Linked DNA regions of Ovis aries: region 1 is linked to region 2. Evidence: chromatin contacts called from public Hi-C data. All regions are on one chromosome and are shown on one strand. Each heading gives the region's core, a stretch centred on a gene start, on an enhancer-like site or on the middle of the called end of the contact. The rest is flanking DNA. Distances are from core to core; before and after follow the strand shown. Region 1 holds the start of PSMA2 (proteasome 20S subunit alpha 2). Region 2 holds the start of STK17A (serine/threonine kinase 17a).

The links. Hi-C and Micro-C count contacts between places; a contact is called where the count stands out from the background.
Region 1: a contact with region 2 is called in a Hi-C map of skin fibroblasts, with 2.1 times the contacts expected there. The contact joins the promoter of PSMA2 here to the promoter of STK17A in region 2. A contact is called at or near these places in 2 of 16 Hi-C or Micro-C datasets (muscle and skin fibroblasts).

Annotation. Positions count from the first base shown.
Region 1 is chr4:79,790,987-79,795,579 of ARS-UI_Ramb_v3.0, forward strand. It overlaps PSMA2 (proteasome 20S subunit alpha 2), which reads left to right and starts at 1,766. Exons shown (of 8, transcript XM_004007997.6): 1 at 1,766-1,825. The coding sequence starts at 1,785. It overlaps MRPL32 (mitochondrial ribosomal protein L32), which reads right to left and starts at 1,573. Exons shown (of 3, transcript XM_004007996.6): 1 at 1,415-1,573. The coding sequence starts at 1,544.
Region 2 is chr4:79,168,664-79,173,411 of ARS-UI_Ramb_v3.0, forward strand. It overlaps STK17A (serine/threonine kinase 17a), which reads right to left and starts at 1,347. Exons shown (of 7, transcript XM_027968745.2): 1 at 1,009-1,347. The coding sequence starts at 1,214.

The DNA.
Region 1 (4,593 bases), core at 516-3,015, 620 kb after region 2:
TGATTGTCTTTTTTTTAAATTATATTCAAATTGAGTTAGCTCCTCAGTCATATAACCTGATAGGCCCTTTAAGACACTTAGTTCTCATAATATTTAGTCTTGTTCCCTAAGGAAAGTACTCTAAGGAAAAAACTAACTCATCACTCTTTCTAGGATACTAATTTACTCCTGTGACCACCAACCCATTTCACTTTTGTTTTTCTAAACTGTTTATAAAAATTAGTGCGAGGTGGGAGGGACGTTCAAGAGTGAGGGGACATATGTATACCTATGGCTGATTCATGATGCATGGCAGAAACCAACACAGTATTGTATAGTAATTATCCTTCAATTAAAAATAAAAACTTTAAAAAAAGATTTATTTACCCTCTCCTTGCTATATTCCTCAGGCCTGTAATATTTCTTTTGATTTTAGGAACTCTTAAAAATATACAACGCTGTTTAACACTTAACAACCGATACTCCTTTTCAATATACCTGAAAGTATTGCTAAGCACAGACCAGTGGTTAATAGCACAGGCTCTGGAAGGTCTGTGTGACCTTGGGGCCTTTCTGAGTCTAGTTCTTCAGTTCAAAAGTGGAGACACCTAATGGGATCCTAGTGGAGATTATATGAAATATACGACGAGATTAAACGAAAGTGGAAATTATACGTAGTGGAGATTATACGAAATATATGTTGACTTTGATATTCAGCGGGACATTCCTAGTGGCTGAGACGGTAAAAGCGGCTGCCTACAATGCGGGAGAGCTGGGTTTGATCCTTGAGTCGGGAAGATCCCCTGGAGAAGGAAATGGCAACCCGCTCCAGTATTCTTGCCTGGAAAATACCATGGACACAGAAGCCTGGCGTGCTACAGTCCATGGGGTCGCAAAGAGTCGGACACGACTGAGCGACTTCACTTCACTTCACTTGACATTTAGTGGGCTCTCCCGAGTATTATCATTATTATGTTCGGGATAACTTCGAAATCGAGTAGGATGTAAATATCAAAGCAACAACAATTTTAACACCCAAGATATTTCCATTTAAAATTAGTTTTCAGGGGAAATAGAGGATCAAGAGTCAATTGACACAGCTCAAATGGTACAGAAGGCAAACTGCTTTAGGTGGTGGACTGGACTGGAAAGAAAAGAAGATCTAGAGAGCGGTGTCCCTTGATGCTAAGTTAATGCACTTCGGTTACATTCTCTGTAGGAATGGGACAGTCAGAGGACGTTTCTTTTCCTTTTTGCAGGGGACTGGGGAGCAAAAACTGCTGTCTTTGTTCCTAAGCAAGTGAATGTCCGGGACAACGATCCCTACACACAGCCAAAGATCAGAACACCGGAGCAGGCTAAATACGAGCAGACTTCACCACGCTGCCTGGAGTCCCCAGTCCAAACCCCTCTCCACGGAGGCCTCTTTACGTACCCCATGGAGGACTGGGAAAACCTGGTCGGCTCTGCAGAAGTTTTCGCTGCAGCTGCTTCCAACAGTTCCAGAGAAGTCCTCGGGCTACGGGCAACGGCGGAACCAGCAGCACCAGCATGGTGGGCGCCATGTTGCTCGGCCGAAAGCCACCCCCACCAGGCCTCTGAGTCCCGCCCCTACCTTGAGCATGCGCATAGACACAGAGTCGGGCAAACGCGCACCTGGAACTATAACTCCCAGCATTCTTCTGGAGCGGCTCTGCCTTTTCTCCAATCAGAAATCTAGAAAGGAACGCGCGGGGCGGGGAAAAAGAAACGAAACTGGCTTCAGCGCGCATGTGCGCGGATGTGCGTTGGTTCTTCGGGTAAAGATGGCGGAGCGTGGTTACAGCTTTTCGCTGACTACATTCAGGTATGGAAGGGACTCCCGAGGTCCTCCACGTAACCGAGGTTGCAGGAGCTCTGCCGACCAGGTTTTTACCTTCCTGGTCTCTGACTTGGCGCTTCCTGAGGGCCTCGTAGGAAATGGGGGTGGAAATGCGAGTTTGCCAAGTCATTTGCGGGGCCTTCCCGCGGCCTGGGGAGCATTGGTGCCTGGGGACCGTGGGAACGCGAGTCAGGGTATCCTGGGAGATCTAGGCGCTGTGGGAAGTTGAGGCCCTCACCCAGGGATTTTCTTTCGCTTTGGAACTAGAGAAAAAGGCAATTTTGAATGAGCTGCTTTCAGGTTTCCTGTTCAGAACTCTTTCTTCCTGACTCAAGTAGGCCTGATTCAGGAGCTTCTGGAGGTCGGAATCTTGGTCAGCCCTGTGGGGTTCCTTTTTCTTGGAAAGACCCAACTTTACAGTTCAGTTCTAGTCTTAGCTTCCATTTGGCGCTAATGTCTTTGGAAACCTTTTCCCGCTTTCGATTTCTTCGGTGCCCCTACTGGAAGCTTAAGAACTGAAAGTGAAAGTGGTAGTGTTTCTAGCCCCTTGTCTTTGTGGGCTCCAAAATAGGCTGTATTTGCTTTGGGGCTGTTATTTTTGAAGGGGGATATGTTTATTTAAAGAAAGATGGTAGGCTTTTGAACTTTAGAATATTTATGTAAGCATGTTTTTCAAAATAAATCAGAGATGCACTATCATCGTTCCCGGTGTAAGAAAACCGTCACCAAAGGCTGTACTGACGGGAGAAGGATTCAATTTGGCCATTTTCCTACAGATCAGTAATGGCCTGTTTAATTAAAAATATTATCTGACAGCTAAAGACGGGCGGCATCCAACTTGTTGAGTACTTTCTGTGTGGGTGGAGCTTACTCCCATCTCTTTAGGCTACTCTGTGTGATACATGTTTTCTAAACATTTTACAGATGAGCTGACCACAACTCAAATTCAATAACTCCTCCCTGGTCATAGGTTAATATTTAAACTGGGTTCTTTCTGACGACAAAATTAATACACTTTGCATTACTGTGTAATGTCTTCTGAAAATACTAGAATATTTATCTTTTTTAAAAAAGATCTCTTCATATACAATGATATGAAACAAAGTTTGACAGGTCGCTACTGTTCGTATTCAGAGACAAAATCTGGACCTTTATCTTTAAGAAAGTGTTATCCTAATCCCAGCTGAAACATGAAACAACCATATGTTATCAGGGACTGAATCTTTCCATAATAAATTTCCTTGTTTAAACACACTCTTGTTTTTTTTTTTTAATATGATGGTGCAATTCTGTTTTGGATTTTAAAAATTGTTTCTGTCCTGTTGTAATCAGAATTATTAATGGTAGATGTGATAAGAGACTATACTATAGGATGAAAAGGTGTTCTTGAGGATAACATTTAGTTGGGGATATTGACAACCAGTGGGCTTCCCTCTTAGCTCAGCTGGTAAAGAATCCTCCTGTAATGCAGGAGACCCCTGTTCAATTCCTGGGTCAGGAGGATCTGCTGGAGAAGGGGTAGGTTACCCACTCCAGTATTCTTGGGTTTCCCTTGTGGTTCAGCTGGTAAAGAATCTGCCTGCAATGCAGGAGACCTGGTTGGGTTGGGAAGATCTCCTGGAGAAGGGAAAGGCTACTTACTCCAGTATTCTGGCCTGGAGAATTCCATGGAATGTATAGTCTATGGGGTTGCAGAGTCAGACAGGACTGAGCGACTTTCACTTCATTGACAATCAGTGGGTAAACAAATGGGTGCCTACTCATACACTCTGAAGAATGTTTTTCCCTTCCTCAGGAATTTTTATTGAGAGGGCGAAAGAAGGAATGTAACTTTAGATTGGGTGGTCAGGAAAGACCAATGCTTGGGGGCTGTTTGAGGGGACTGGAAGATGAAAGGGAGCCAACTATTTGAAGATATAGGGGTAGGGAGAGTTGCAGACAGGGAAAAGCATGTTTGAAAATGCTGAAGTTTAAGACTGAATTGATAGGCCAGTGTGTTAGAGTATAGTGAGCAGGGAGTTATCCTGGGTTTGGACCAGTCTTGCAGGGCCCTGTAGGCCAGAGTAAGGAGCTTTGATTGTGAATGGATTAAAGGATTTAAGTGGAAGATGTTAAGATATAAAAGTAACTCTGGATCAGGGAATGGAAGTAAGAGTGGAAAATAAGAAAACTTGCTGGAGGGCTAATTTTTTCAGTTATCCCTGATAGAGATCCTGGTGCTTTGGAACTGCACTGCCCAAATCAGCTAATTTTGTCATTTAACAGTCTTTAGACTGCTACCCCTAGGTTTATTCCTTAAATAGGTGTGGATGTATGTCTGTCAGTCAGATGAACCTGGTCATCAGTTATGTGTTGGTGTATTGATTGAACAGAGCTTATACTTTGTGAATATTACAAAATAATTCAAATGTGTTGACTCTGGGCCAAGGAGGAAGCATGGGACACTTAGGTATGAGTGTGTGGGATTCAGTCTGGGTGGTCAGGGCAGCTTTTCTTGAGAAAATGACACTTCTGTTAAGGTGTGGAGAATGACTTGGAAGGAGTTCACCAGACTGGTGAAGTGCATTGCAAACAGGAATTGTCTTGTCAGAGGGGTTTTTTGAATTCTAAGGGTAGTTGTGTCTCTGGAGCGCGATGGCATGGTATGAGTTGAGACTTGAGTGACAGTATCTCTAGTTTTATGAAGATGAAACAAATGACCTTCTGAAACTGAAGATTATAGACTGGGTATGTGGACCTAGCTTGTGTCTCAC
Region 2 (4,748 bases), core at 97-2,596:
CAAACTGTTCTCAGAGAAAAAGTCGGTCCCCAAACCTCTACTGTTCCCCCGTCGGTCAGCAATAAAAAAGAAAGAAAGAAAGGAAAATCCGCTTGCACGGAGATGCTGGTTCAATCCCTGGTCGGGAAGATCCCCTGCAGAAGGAAATGGCAATACCCCACTCCACTTTTCTTGCCTGGGAAATCTCATGGACAAGAGGAGCCTGGTGGGCTACAGTCCATGGGGTCACAAAAGAGTCGGACATGATTTACGACTAAACAACAAAACCTATCACACTGTGACCCCTCTTCAACGTACAAGACGTAAAGTATCCCAACAGCCTTCACCTTTTGCGATTTTAAAAACAGACCAAATTCTAAGCTCTCCCTACCCCTACAAAACAACAACGAGATGGGGAAGAAAAGGCAAGGGCTGTATCACTGCGTAGAAAGAGTCAGACAAGGAAGGGCCCAGAGTCCACAAGTGAAACCGATCTGAACTTAAAGCACACGGACCTAAATATTTCAGAACGCAAACAGCACAAACCCAAGAAATCGCAACTGAAGTCAGCAGAAAGCGGTTGACGGAAACTGGCCCAGGGCTGGTGCGCAAGAAGCTGTTACGCTCGGGGTTCTGCGCTCCTCTATCACAGCCACAGAGAGAGAAGCAGGAACCCACAAGTTCGCAGGCAAGACCAAAGCTGACTCCACACCTGTGCTGACTTCAGACTCGCTGCCGCGGGGAAAGATTTGCAGCGTGGTTCCCACGCCACCTCGTTAAGTTACCGTACAGGGGACCACAGAGGCTGAAACGCCCACAGCAAAAAGAGGAAGGGGTCTAGCTTCTGGCGGCAGCCTTTCTCATGGCCGCTACCACGGCTTTGGAGGAAGCCGCGCGTGGACTCGTGGCCGGGGGGCCCCGCCGCCCTAATCGCCGCCCGCACCCACGTCTGTACCCGGTCCCGACGCGCTATCTGCCCCCGCGCCGGCCGGCCTCCCGCACTTATCTGCGCGCGCCCGCCGGCCTCACCTGCCCAACTCCCGGCCCGGGGTCAGGGTGTAGGCGTCCTGAAAGGGCTCGGTGCGCACAGCGGTGCGGATCTCCGTCAGCAGCCCGCGGGCCTGGGTCGGGGGCGGCGGCCGGCGCGGCGTGCCCAGACCCCGGCCAGCCCGACCCGAGCCGGAGGCGGCGGCCGGGGAAGAGCCGCCGCTGCCCGGCTTCTCGAGAGGAATCATGGCGCTCGGGCGTGCTTTTCTTGCCTGCCACCCGGCTCGCTCGGAGCTCCCGGCGGGTAACGGCCCCGCCTCCAGCTGCCCCGAGCCGGCGCGAGGATGCCACCCGCTCTGCCCGGAGCTGCGCACAGACTGCGGCCGGCTGCCTCCAGGCCGCCTGGCTCCGCCCCACGTCCGGCCCCGCCTCTCCCCTGCCCCCCGGGGAGCTCCAGTGGGTTCCTGAGGGCCGCGTGCCTCGCGCGCGCCCTCTGCAGCTGAGGGGGAGAAGGTGCAGCCTGGCGGGGGGCCCGGCAGCCGGCCCCGACAATCTGCAGGCGACTCACAGCACCACCCTTCTGACTGGAGGACCCGCTGCGTCAGCCAGTTACGCACCTGCTAAGCATCTGAGTGTTGCAAATCTGAGCCCTACATTAATGAAAATGCGTAGGAGCTACCAGCCAGAGCTTCACGATCCCTTCCCTTGGGCGGGTCAGGAGAGGTGATGATCAGGGCTGATCAGGGCTGCTGTACAGCACGTGGAAGTTGCCTGGGGCATCTGGTACATTCCCACACTGAGAGGAGGACATGAAGGCAAGAGATGGATAAATATTTTTAAACCCGCATACCAGCCCTACAGTCTTCTCTATATTTAACTTTCAAGGTGCTCTCATCCGGTCTTGAGGTTTTAATTACATCCGTATGCTCACGACTACAAAATTTTTATCTCTAGTTTCCAACCATTCTCTGAACTTCACACTCATATATTGAAGTATACACTTGGCATCACCAGTTGGATAACAAATTAGCATTTCAAATTTAACCAGCAGAAGTCATCTCCTGATCATCCTTCATAAATTCAGTCCCACCAAGTTTCCCCACCTCAGTAAATGCTATTTCCATCCTTCCAGTGGTTCAAGCCAAAGACCTTGGGGTCAACATTGACTCCTCTCTTTCTCTCATACCCCTCATCCATTTTGTAAGAAATCCTCTTGGCTTTACCTTCAAAACATATCCAGAATCTGATCACTCCTCTCCATTTCCCCATGACCACAACTACCATTCTCTTTTGTCTGGATTATTGTGATAGCTCCCTAACTAGGCTATCTGCTACCATCCCTCTTCCTCCTCAATTCCACATCACTTATTTTTGAGGCCACCAGAGTGATCTTTTAAAAAATCTAAATTAGATCATGTCATTCCTCAGAGTTTTGCTTCTGGCAATGATGAGTTAGTCTATGTGTGATCAATACTCTCACTGAGAAAGTTGGCAAATTTTTCCAAATCAGATAGTCCTCTACTTGAAACATCAGAGAGTTTCAAAAGCAGCAAGAACTTGAATCACTGAGATCCAGACAAGAAGGGCATCCCAGAATGGCACCCCTTTCCCATGAAGCATTTGATAATTCCAAAGCAATGACTGAAAGGGTGAGAAAATAAGCAGGGCTTTTAGGTGTCTCATCAGGCTGGAGAGACAAAAAACTGGAGTTTAGGGATCTGCTAAGAAGAAGGAGCTGGTAGACACTCTAGACTTGTAGTTGGCACCCCAAAGTGCTACATCTTAGGAGTACTGGTAAAGGGAAATAGACAAGCTCTCTCAAGGACTGAAGAACAGCTTCAAAACGCAATAGAAAATCCCCTCTGGAGGAAAACACCATCATCCAAGGTCAACATTATCTCTACAATATTTCATACACAATGTCGGGCACTTAATTTAAAAGGGGGGCACACAAGAAGAATTATCTTAGAAACTGAGAGAAAAAGATAGAAAATAGAAAAAGTAATAAACAGGAAGAAGATGCAGATAATGAATTTTAAAGACATTTTAAATAATTGTGTTTAATATCTTCAAGAAATTAAATTATAAGATAGAGAATTTCAGCACAGAACTGAGAAATCCAAAGAATAAAATGGGCTTTTTAGAACTGGAGGAAAAACCCACAAACTAAAAGTACGACTGAATAGATGGGTTTAATAACAGATTCTATGAAGCTTAAGAAAGAGTTAGTGAACCTGATTAGGGATCTTAATAGATAAAAAAATTTGCAAAGTGAAACACGAGAGATAAGAGGAAATAATGTTCAGAAAAGAGACTAAAGCACATAAGGTACTATGTGTTAAAATGTTCTAACATACATATAACTGAAGTATCAGACGGAGAGGGAAGAGAAAAAAGAAGCAATATTTTAAAATATAGCGGCCAGGAATTCTTCAAACTTAATGAAGGACAACAACTCATAGAATCAAGAAACTTTATAAATATTAAGCAGGGTTTCAAGAAAAGAAAATCATACCTAAGCAGATCATAGTCAACTACTAAGAACTGAAGACAAAAATCTTGAAAAAATAGAGAAAGGAGATATATATATTATAGAAAGGAGATATATATTATCTATATATATAATATATATATAGGAGATATATATTATCTGCAAAAGAGCAACAGAAGATCAAGAGCTTATTCTCAAACAATGGAGAATAACTATCTTCAGATATCTTCAAAATGCTAAAAGAAATTAGCTGCCAATCTAGATTATATACTATCCAGTAAAAATGTTCTTCAAAATTGAAAGTAAAATACAGCCATTTTTATAACAAACACTAAGATCATCAGCTGACTTACATTAAAGGAAATTTGAAAAGGAGTTCTTTACGTAGCTGGAAAAGTAATCCCAGATAAAATTGTGAGAATGTCTGAAGGGATGCAGAAGAATAAAGGGATTAATATGTGGCTAGATATAAATAAATAGGAACTGTATATAACAATAAAAATGATGTCTTCTGAATTTAAATATTTATAGATATAGAATTAAAATATATACGATAATAGCACAAAAGAAGAAAGGGAGTAAATAGCACAAAAAAAGAGATGGAATGAAAACATGCTAAAGTTCTAGCATCGAGTGGGAATTCATAAAAGTACCTGGCTTTAATAAATCAAGAATTAATATTATAATCTCTAGATTAGCAATGAAAATAATAGAAAAAGAATGAATAACAAATTTATGGCGAGGAGGAAATGGGATAATAAAAAACTCAAAAGAAGTAAGAACAGAAAGCAAAGGGTCATAAAGTAAGAATAGACAAGTAGAAAACACATAGTAAGATGATATGTTTAAGCAAACTGAAGTTGTTTTTTTTAAAACTGCAGTTACTGCAAACTTGAATGGAATTTGATATACCCTAGATTAAAAGGCAAAGGTTGTAGACAGGATATAGTTGTTTGTACTTCAATAAGACACCTTAAATAGAAAGTTACAGAAAGGCTGAAATTAAAAGGATAGCAAGATTTATGCCATATAAATAGTAGCTAACAGAAAAATTGGTGTAGTTATGCATATATTAGACAAAGTAGATTTTTAAGGCAAGAGGCATTACTAGAGATAAAGAGCAACATTTCTTAATGACAAAAGGATCAATCTGTGAGTAAGTTATAAAAATTCTAAATTTGTATGGTCTTAAAAATATAGCATTGAAATATACAAAGCAAAATGACAGAACTAAAAGGAGAAATAAATATAATCAGAACCTGAGATTTTTAACACTCCTCTATGTGATTGG